2 separate regions of the Ovis aries genome follow, and region 1 is linked to region 2. A link is a contact called in public Hi-C data. All regions are on one chromosome and are shown on one strand. Each heading gives the region's core, a stretch centred on a gene start, on an enhancer-like site or on the middle of the called end of the contact. The rest is flanking DNA. Distances are from core to core; before and after follow the strand shown.

Evidence for each region. A called contact is a pair of places that touch in the nucleus more often than the background predicts.
Region 1: a contact with region 2 is called in a Hi-C map of liver, with 5 times the contacts expected there. The contact joins two enhancer-like sites. A contact is called at or near these places in 11 of 16 Hi-C or Micro-C datasets (hypothalamus, liver, mixed tissues and 5 more).

What each region holds. Positions count from the first base shown.
Region 1 is chr8:26,661,977-26,667,306 of ARS-UI_Ramb_v3.0, reverse strand. It overlaps RPF2 (ribosome production factor 2 homolog), which reads left to right. Exons shown (of 10, transcript XM_004011200.5): 5 at 1,524-1,605; 6 at 2,198-2,274. Among named protein-coding and RNA genes, the nearest start is that of RPF2, 16 kb to the left of the region's middle. Within about 2 kb of position 2,821, at least 4 of the 54 cell types and tissues checked have an H3K27ac peak or open chromatin away from gene starts, as enhancers often do. A contact at or near this core is called in liver, where this site is marked.
Region 2 is chr8:26,493,303-26,498,495 of ARS-UI_Ramb_v3.0, reverse strand. The region is part of intron 4 of SLC16A10 (solute carrier family 16 member 10); the gene reads left to right. Among named protein-coding and RNA genes, the nearest start is that of MFSD4B, 28 kb to the right of the region's middle. Within about 2 kb of position 1,720, at least 18 of the 54 cell types and tissues checked have an H3K27ac peak or open chromatin away from gene starts, as enhancers often do. A contact at or near this core is called in liver, where this site is marked.

The sequences.
Region 1 (5,330 bases), core at 1,572-4,071, 170 kb before region 2:
TATAATAGTCATTTTGCCCAATGGCTCAGTTGGTAAAGAATCCGCCTACAATGCAGGAGACTAAAGTTCAGTCCCTGGGTTGGGAAGGTCCCCTGGAGAAGGAAATGGCAGCCCACTCCAGGATTCATGCCTGGAGAATTCCATGGACAGAGGAGCCTGGTGGGCTACAGTCCACGGGGTTGCAAGAGTCTGACATGACTTTCGACTAAACTACCACCAACACCACCACCATTCTGGCTTATGTGAGGTGGTACCTTACTGTAGTTTTGATTTGCATTTCTTTAATAATTAGCTATGTTGAGCGTCTTTTCATGTGCTTATTGGCCATCTGTATGTCTTCTTTGGAGAAATGAATATTTAGGTCTTCTGTCCATTGTTTGGGTTGTTTTTTTGTTGTTGTTATTGAGTAGTATGAACTGTTGGTATATTTTGGAAATTAATCCCTTATTGGCCTCATTGTTTGCAGATATTTTCTCCCATTCTACAGGTTGTCTTTTTTCATTTTGTTTATGGTTTCCTTTGTTGTGCAGAAGCTTGTAAGTTTGATTAGATCTTATTTATTTTTGCTTTTATTTGAGTCTTTAAGCCATTTTGAGTTTATTTTATGTGAGGTGTGTTCTAACTTCATTGATTTACATCAGCTGTCTGGCTTTCCTAGCTCCACTTGCTAAAGAGACGGTCTTGTCTCCCTTGTGTATTTTTGCCTCCTTTGTTGAAGATTATTGACCGTGGGTGTATGGCTTTATTTCTGGGCTCTGTCTTCTGTTCCACTGATGCATAGTCTGCTTTTGTGCCGCTACCATGCTGTTTTGATTACTGTAGCTTTTTAGTATTGTCTGGAATGTGGGAGGGTTATGCCTCTTGCTTTATTTATTCTCTTTCTTTAGGATTGCTTTGGCAGTTCTGGATCTTTAGGTCCCATATAGGGACCTATATTTTATATATAGGTCCCATATAAATTTTAGGATTATTTGTTTTGGTTCTGTGAAAAATATCGTGGATAATTTGATAGGGATCACATTAAATCTGTAGATTACTTTGGATAATATGGCCATTTTGACGATATTAATTCCTCCAATCCAGAGTATGGGATGTCTTTTCGTTTCTTTAAATCATCTTCAGTTTCCCTTGTCACTGTCTTAATGGTTCTCAGCGTTTAAGTCTTTCACTTGCTTGGGCAGGTTTGTTCCTAAGTTGTTGTTGGTTTTTTTTATGTGATAAAAAAGGGATTTTTTTTTTTTTCTTTTACTTTCCCTTTCTGGTATTTCCTTGTTAGTATAAAGAAATGCAGCATGTTTCTGTATGTTGATCTTGTATCCTGCTACTTTGCTGAATTCATTGATCAGTTCTAATAGTTTTTGTGTGGACTCTAGGATTTTCTGTGTTTAGTAGCATGTCTTCTGCTTATAATGACAGTTTTGCCCCTTCCCTTCCAGTTTGAGTACCTTTTATTTCAGAGAAGTACAATTCTTAAAGTTCTTATATTTATCCATTGATTTAATGGAATTTCTTTGGTTTTACAGGAATTTTTTTCAAAGAAGTCAGATTGTTCTTTATTCATGTTTGGCTCCCATAATAAGAAGCGGCCAAATAATCTAGTAATAGGTAAATGTCATTTACTTTTTAAAACTTTCATTTTATAGAGTCAGTTCTGTGGCTCATATTGATGGTATTCAGGAGTAACCAGTAAACACTAAGCTAGTTTTTTATTTATCTACCAGTCTGTAGGTAAAGGATGGGCATGTTAATATCACCTTCAATCAAGTTGCAGAGGTTTTATGACTATAAAACATATATCCTAAAATCAGCATTAGAGTTAGAAAAAAAAAAGTATCATACTCACATAAAGTGACCCTTTCCTAATAAATACCTGTGTAATAAACATATTTGAAAATAAACCCTTGCTCTGTATTGAGACTTGGGTTGACATAGTCAGTGACTCAATGGCAAGCTCATTACCCTCCATGGACTTTTATTTGCTCTTCTGTAAAATAAGGAAGTTTGGCTAGGTGATCTTTTAAGATCCTTTCCAGGACCAAGGTTGTAACAGTTCATTCTAGGTGGAGTTGAAAATTTAAGAAAGAAGGAACATGTCTGGGAGATTAAAGGACAAAAAAAAGAAACAGATAAGTAGATGAATATAAGGCAGCTCTTTTGGAAAAATAAATGATTAAAAGAGAATGTGTTTTTTTTCTAGGTCGTATGTATGACTACCATGTGCTGGATATGATTGAATTAGGTATTGAGAAGTTTGTCTCCCTTAAAGATATTAAGGTAAGATAATTGATTTTTTTTAAATAAGCGTTTTATGTTGCTCTTGGGCAATAGTGACATCTTGTGGTGAAGAGTAAGGATACAGTTTTGTAGCTTAAATGAGAAAGAACTTGGTTTTTATGCTAGTGTGCTCGAAAAACTAAAAAGCACAATTTCATTTTATCTTCAAAAAGAAGATATTTACAGTGTATAACACATATGTAGGCAGTTAGAATTCAGAGTTGTTACTAACTCTCCCTTAGGCTCTTAGTAGAAGTGCTGTCCTTAACCTCAGAAATTTCACAATTTTCAAAGTGAACCCTTTTCTAAGAAGGGAAGCTTGCCTAGGAAGCTCTGGGTGATCCTAGAGTATTTTGGCTGCTAGCCATCAAATTGCTAGCTCACTTCTCCCCTTGAGGACCGGCACCTTTGTGTCTCCTTTGTTTGGGATTATGAAATAGAAAGTAGTAAATAGTTTTAGAAAGGCAAAAAACTGTCCTAATGCAGCTCCTGGATCCAAATTTGGCTTCTGCTCCCTCTGACCTCTGCTTCTGGCTTGATCTTGTCCAGCAAACACAACATTTCACTGTGACCTCTTAGCTGCCCTCTAAGGCCAAAATTATTTTCCCTGTTGTATAGATTTGGTGACAGAGGCCCAAAGGAATTCCGTTGATGACCTAGGGTCATACATATAATAAATGGTACAACTAAGATTAGGACTCAAGGACTTTGGTACTATACTTGATCTTAGCCAAAAGGCTGGGGAGCATTAGGACTCAAGAATTTTGAAAGAAAGGATATTGAAGTCTTTAATGGAAGGTTATGTAATTGTTCTCAGTTTATGGATCTTTGAGGATCTTGGTATAGTTGAAAGAATTATAGCAAATACATAATCACTCCTTTTCCCAGCCTCCTCTAAGAAGAGGACATGCTGTCTAGATTTCCTGTAGATTTGAAAAAGAGCTTTTATTAGATCCCCACTTAATCAGCTACATGAGCCTCCTCAGGTACAGGGTAGAACAGTGAGACTGGATTTAGAGACAGAACACTTGAGTTTGAGGCCTTTGCTGGTCATTCAGGTGACATTTGTGACCTGACAAGTCAGTTATTTCCCTGGCCCACAATTGGCAGTCCAGTGTTAAATAGGTGTAACAATGTCAGATGAGATAATATATGTGAAAATGTTTATCAGTGAAAATAATATGTTGAAAGGTATTTTGAAAACTATGTAAACTGTGATGCCTTGTTGTGGATGCCGTCATGTTATCACAGTGTGTTACGGGTCCTCTTTGGGGCTGTGTATGAACCTCTGGAGATGAGCGGTGCCGCTGCTGCTAGTGTGGCCACCTGCCAGTGGACGTGAGTGCTGGCCGATGGCTACACGCCAACCCCTCTGCTCTTTGTACTTCCCTTCCAGAGCAAAGACATACCCTGTCACTGTGCAGCTTCTAAACTGGACCACAAAATCATTAGTGTTTGGCAGGCTTGTTCTTAACAAGAGCTGTTTAAATTGAGTACTAAATTTTCACTCATGGAACATATCCATAACTATAAAATTCATTAACTGATGAGAATGTGCTTACATTGGCAATCCCTACATAGGCTATTAACCAGTCCCTTTCACTATGACCTGTTATTTGGTTATTATACAAGCTTATATTTTTGGTTTGTTTTGAAGTTGTGTGTCTTGTTGCACTTTCTCTCCAGATTTATTTCCTCCTTATTTCTACCTCCTCATTTTAAAGACATCTCTACCAGGCATTTCTTTTCTGACTTGCCCACTTTTATTGCCAAGCTTCATCCTTTTGTTAATACTTAAGCAACAAGTGATTAGACACTACCAGGAAATAGAGTGATTAATCTAGAAACTTGTTTTCTAAGATGATCAAAATTCTAGGGGTGGTTATTCTGCATAGAATAAGTCTAAGGAATGAGATTATTTAAAATTTAAGGTTAGTTAGGGCTTCCCTGGCGGCTCAGAAGTTAAAGCGTCTGCCTGCAATGCAGGAGACCTGAGTTTGATCCCTGGGTCGGGAAGATCCCCTGGAGAAGGAAATGGCAACCCACTCCAGTGTTCTTGCCTGGAGAATCCCATGGATGGAGAAGCCTGGTGGGCTACAGTCCACAGGGTCGCAAAGAGTCGGACATGACAGAGCAACTTAACTTTGACTAATTTTTCAGGCACAGATTAACACGGAAGAGTCAGTGGGTCTGGAAGGTCTATTCAGGCCCTCAATCAGACTTAGCCCATCTCCTAAGTAGACAGGTAGTAGGTTCAGGTTGAAAGCATAGAATGTCAACAAGAGTGGTCATGGTGACCAGGGAGGCAACAAATGACCTCTGGGCCAGCGGCAGAGGATGTTTGTTTGTTTGTTTGTTGTCTTATCACCCCCTCATCCCCCAATTTGGAAAATCCTTGATTAGTGTCAGAGAGATATTAGAGATATTAGAATCAATGGAAAGCTCAGACCAACAATCATTTTTCTTCCCTAAATTAATCCTTTAGTTAAAGAATTTTTTCTCTTTGTTTCTTTTTCACTTTGGTAAAACAAAAATTCACAATTCCTTTTGGTATTAAAAATCTCGAATTAGAGAGATTTCTGGAGGTTCACTTAGGACTCTGAGCTTTCACTGCCGAGGGCCCTGGGTTCAGTCCTAGGTTTGGAAACTAAGATCCCACAAACCATGCAGTGCAACCAAAAAACAGAAAAGAAAAAGAAAAGCCAGAACTAGACAAAACACTTTTTGTAGTAAGAGCTTTGATTCTGTTGAGTGAGGACTGCCCATATTTTCTGTAGCTTGTATAACATATTGCTTCCCATGTGAATGTTTAGCTGGTAGTTTATTTAGTTTTTATTTTAAAATACTACAAATGACATTTTAAAATACTACAAATGACACAGTAGGAAAAGCACATTGTTACAGATAATTCAAAGAAATTAAATTTATTTCAGCTCTGGAATGTTGGCCATTAGAGGGATGTGTTTGTTTTCCAGCTTAGCTTTTTATTTTATTCTTTGCATAGAAAGTAGCTTACCTCATTCTTTAATCACTTATTGATACTAAGAAAGTAGAAT
Region 2 (5,193 bases), core at 471-2,970:
GGGAGACAGCGTGTGAGTGGACTAGAGAGAGAATCGTAGGTTGGCTGGCTGGCGAATAGGCAGGAGTCAGGTTGGGAAGGGCCTTTGTGAACACAGAAGAGGCTGAGCTCGGTCCTGAATCTGCCAGGAGCCATTAAGGATTTTTAATACGAGGCGTGACAAAGAGTTGTATTTTATAAAGCTTAACCTAGCAGCTGTGAAGGGTGAGTACAGAGGAGGCGGGGCCAGGGTTCATCCAGCCACAAAAGGCGACATACTGTGTGGTTCCCTGTACACCTGGTGTCCAGCATTGGCTGATCCAGGGACAGAAAGTGTAGATCAGTGGTTGCTGGTGGCTGAGCGAAGGAGGGTCTGGGGAGTAACTGCTGCTGGCTGTGGGGTTTCTTCTGGGGTGACGTAAATATTCTAAAACTACACAGTAGTTTGTGACGGTCAGTGAACCAAGTGCGCCTTTCCTCCTTGCCCTGCCCTTCAAGGTGCGTGCTACCACACTTACAGATGCGAACTCCGGGGGACAGAGGCTGCCTCACTGTGGGTATCTCTATAGATCTAGGCGGTCAGCGCAGTAAGGAGTCTGGTCACATAGCTGGAAGGCTGGGAGAGTACTACCTTTGAAAGTATTGCTGTTACGATCATTCCTCTTTATTAACACCTTAACTGTGATGGTATCTCTGTCGCGTTTAACAGAACAGTCTTGTTCTCAAGTGTCAAGGGAGCCCTCTAGTGGACATTTGTTGCCTTACAGCCTTTCGGCTTCCTTTCATTTATTAAAAGAGAGGACAGGGAGGCCTGGCGTGCTGCAATTCATGGGGTCGCAAAGAGTCGAACACGACTGAGCGACTGAACTGAACTGTGCCCCAAGCACCAGCCCCAACCCTGGTGGGTGATACAAACATGATACAGACATTGTCCTTGAGTTCCCAGAGCAAGACCTGAGGCAGGGAAAAGCTGGGGGTGATTGGGAACTCAAGAAGACAGGGAGAGTGGCCTGGGAAGAGGTTGGAAAGAGCAGGGCATGGGGAGAAGAGGGGCCAGATTAAACAGAGCCTTGGAATACACAGTGGAGACATTTTACTTTAAGCACAGTAGGCCTTGCTGGAGGATGACGTGATCTTGCATTTTGAAGTCGGGGTGGTTGCTCCATGTGTGGAGGATTGAGGACTGCGAGGGAAGCGGGAGTGCAAGAGGGAGGGAGACCAGGGAGGCGATGATACAGAGTCCAGGTTAGAGAGGATGGAGCCCAGACTGCGGTGACACGATGGGTGAGGTCACGGCGTGTTTTATGCATCAGCGCTTTACTCCAAAACAGCTTTGACTTTAGAAAGGTTTCCCCTCTAGAGGTGGACAGTCGGGTCATCTACAACGTAACGGGGGCAGATACGTTAGTAGTTCATGTGACTGAGGAAGGGAAACAGCCTGCACTGACTTGGCCCACGTGTGGCCTAGTTACACGGAAGTGAGTGCAGGATGAGTAGCTTCATTTTGGATGAAAGGTGGGCCACAGCCTGGCTGCCTTTAAGCCGCATCTAGTTTTTCTCACCCAGTGTGGCACAGCGAGTGTCACACCTGGTCGTGTGTGCTGAGTCACAGGCGAGGTGGCTGCAGCCCAGAGAGGCCCGTGGAGCACAAGGCTGGCCGTTACGTCCTGTGCTGCGGGGAGCCGCCAACAGCCCTCCCCGCTCTCCCCTGCCCTGACTCCCGAATGTTGTGTGGTTTTTGATTCTTGGCTCTTCTCTGCTGTGATCAAGTCCAGCTCTGTCTGTCGGCTTATTCCTCCTCCCCTCCCTGTCTCCCTGCCTGGCTGTTTGCCCTCTGGCCCCGCTGTTAAGGGCTGGAATGCTTCCGCAGCTTACCTTCCTCTCCTTCCTTTCGTGGGTGCTGGGTTTTCTCAGACACGCCTGCTTCTTGCTTCTGTTACAGCTCAGCCTTGTCGGGGCAGTTCTCCTCCCTCCCTGTCCCTGTGACACCAGTTCCGAGTGGCTTCCTGGCCTGGGACACAGTTTGCAGCATCCCATGTGGTCTGCTTTGAGGGCACAGTCATCTTGGGTTTGGGGAGGCTGCAGAGCAGAAAAGCACAGACTCTAAAGTGAGATACAGCTTGTCTCCAGATCCTGCAGAGGGCTGTGTGAGGATTCATGGTGACAGCTTATGTAAACTGCCTGCCCAGGGGGAATCACTAGTAAATCCTTGCTTTTGTGAGATTTTAATATTCTGTTGAATACTGAGGCAGACCCTGATTTGAAACAGGTCTCAAGAAAGGAGACCTTGGTTTTTCTGATGTGGGGATCTTTGCTTATAGGGAACAGAGTTTAGGAATATATCTTACACTTTTGCTAAAGAGTTCTGAATTTAAACTTCCAGCAAGGTCTTGGGTAACCAAGTATTTTCAGCCTAACAATTCTGAATACTGAGCGAAGAGGTGATCGAAATGTGTTATATAGAATAATGATGGGTGAAGAGAATCTCTGCAGAGGTTCCCGGAGTACGTCACTAGGAGAGGGAAGACTGTGTCCTGGCATCTTCCCGGCCATCTCTCGTAGCTTCACAGGCCTTTCTAGTCACCAGTACGTTACTGCAGATTTCTATTTTTACTGTGTACCTGTTTCAACAGTGTGAGTGTTTCACAGGTGTGCAAGTTGTAACTCTGATGAAAAGAATCGAAAGCTTTGGGTTAAGATCACTTTCCCATTGTGTCAGATTGCTCTGTGCCACGCACATACCAAAGTGTGGACATCACATCCATGTATGTAAGCAGACAAACCTCGATGAGTGCGCACAGGAGAGGTCTGGGAGGACCATCAAATTATCGAGTGGTTATTCCTGACCAGGAGAGTGTGGGTTGAGGGTGGGAGGGGGTTGAAGGAAGACTTTCATTTATTACTGTATACATTTTTCTACAGTTTGAATTTTGTCAGGAATATATTCATGAGTTACTTTTGAAATGCAGAATTGTTTTTTGTAATTTAGAAAAACGCAGCACTTTTAGATCCGTCTTCTTCTGGAAGTCACTTCTGCTTGAAGTAGAACGAACGGAGCCGCGTTGACCGGTTTTGTTGTTGGTGGTGCTGTTTTTGTTCCCTTTTAGTATTTTATATTTTCTGAAAGATACCTTGGGATAAAAGGTATATGCTTCACCAAACGTAAGCTACTTCTACAACGGCACCCGGACATTTCGCGGTCCCTCTGCCTGAACAAGGAATCAGACTACGGCCCTCTCTTCTCGCCTGGGCTGTGGCACTGGGGCTGCTTCCTCCTCCAGGCAGGCGTGGTGGTGTTCATGTGCAGTAGGAGAGCTGAGCAGGCTTCTGGGCCAAGTGCTTCCACAGGACTGCCTGCTTTAGAAGAAGCCGGATGCCCGGCTGTGCCCTGAACACTTCCTTTTGGTGTGATGGACCTGAAGACCACTGCTGCCAGCTAGTGGGTTTCTAGCCAGAGGCTCTGAGAGTCTGCAAACTTTATATTGAATAAATTCATAGGAGCAACAGGAGAATATAAATTAATATCATTTGCATCTGCCTCTGAAAGTGCCTTCTGCTTATTCAGGTGCAGCTCATTTTTTCCTCTTCCGTCATTATGCTTAGATTTCTGAGCAAAACTTCCACTGACATTTCCTCCAAAAATGTTCTCTGTGACAGAAATGGGAGCTGTAATAGCAAGGACTTTTTTTGTTGTTGTTCTTAGGTACATAAACTAACTGAAGCAGGGGGTTATTCTTCTAGAGATTGTAATATTATGACAGAAGATATTTCCTGTACAGTTTTAAGAAGCAGAAGCAAGAAAGACTTCTCAAAAGTCAGTGTCTCATTAAATGAGACACATTCTAGGCTCAGTGCCGGAGCCTAGAAAAGGGTTAGGAACCTTTGAATCTCTTTTTAAAATCTAACCAGAGCTACTGTGTTTGGGGTGGAAAAAAAAGATTGTAATACTAAATTACTCACCTTTCACACTGGGGGCTTGTATCTACAGATCAGTAGATATTTGGGGAAGTGATGAGCTTCCTACACGCACAATGCGCTAAACCTTGGTCTGTGCGACTTGTGGGTGGAGTGTTCCTGAGTGTGGGGAACAGGTATGTCCTTGTCCACTTAGCCTGCTACCTCTGAACTTAGCTACAGTTAGGGTAGTTACAACTGCTGAGAAACAGCAGCATTTCTCAGTACTATTTAGCTGCAAATAAGGCAGAAGTAGCCAGGTATTTTCTGAGAGACACTAAAGAATAAGTGTGTAAATTTCTATCAATTCAATTCTTAAAGAAAAACCAAGAAATTTTACTTAAAATAACAACTAATAATTTTTATTTAACAATTATTGTGAAAATTTAACAGTTCTACATACTGTCAAATAGTTGAAAAAGAGAATATAAATTAATATAATTTCAATTGAGAAAAGGTAAGCTTGTAGTCAGGTAAAGTATTAAGAAGTAATAATGTGCTCAAAATATATAATAATAAACTTGAAATTCTTATATGAATGATTTCTTAAAAAACTGAACAAAGAATAAAAATTTGAAGGGGCCAAAAATGAATAGAAAAATCAGGATAAGCACTGTAAGTGCCTGGGTCTTGTGTTAAATGAATCCGGTCCAAGAAAACATTTATTTACTCAGCAAAACTGACTTTGTGCTATAAGCTTTCAGCATTCACTCTAGTTGTCTTATCTTGCAGGAGATTTGTACTGAACAAAATATGAAAAGAACAGGAAGTGCATTCTGAGCTAACCTAGTATAAGTACAGTGGTGTGGTTGGCATTAAACCCATTGAATCTGGCCCCGTGATGTCCTAACATTTTATTCCAGGTTTGCTGGAATTTTATCTCCTTTGTGTTTGTAGATAGAGTAAAACTGTATCTAATAAATAATAATAGGATTGGTCTAATTAGTTTTTCAATAACAATAGCTCTTTAGCTCTAGATGGTAGATGGGAAGCATCGGGAAGTCTTTCTGCCAGGGTCACAGAGGTCTGGACCCGGGCCTGTCCTCTGGGCCTTAGTTCTTTCCAGCCTTAAGGCTGCAAGCCCAGTGCTTAGCCAGTCTGTGTCTGTTAGTCACTCAGTCGTGTACGACTCTTTGCAAGCCTGCCAGGCTCCTCTGTCCATGGAATTCTCCAGGCGAGAATACTAGAGTGAGTTGCCATTTCGTCCTCCAGGGGATCTTCCCAACCCAGGGATCGAACCCAGGTCTCCTGAATTGCAGGC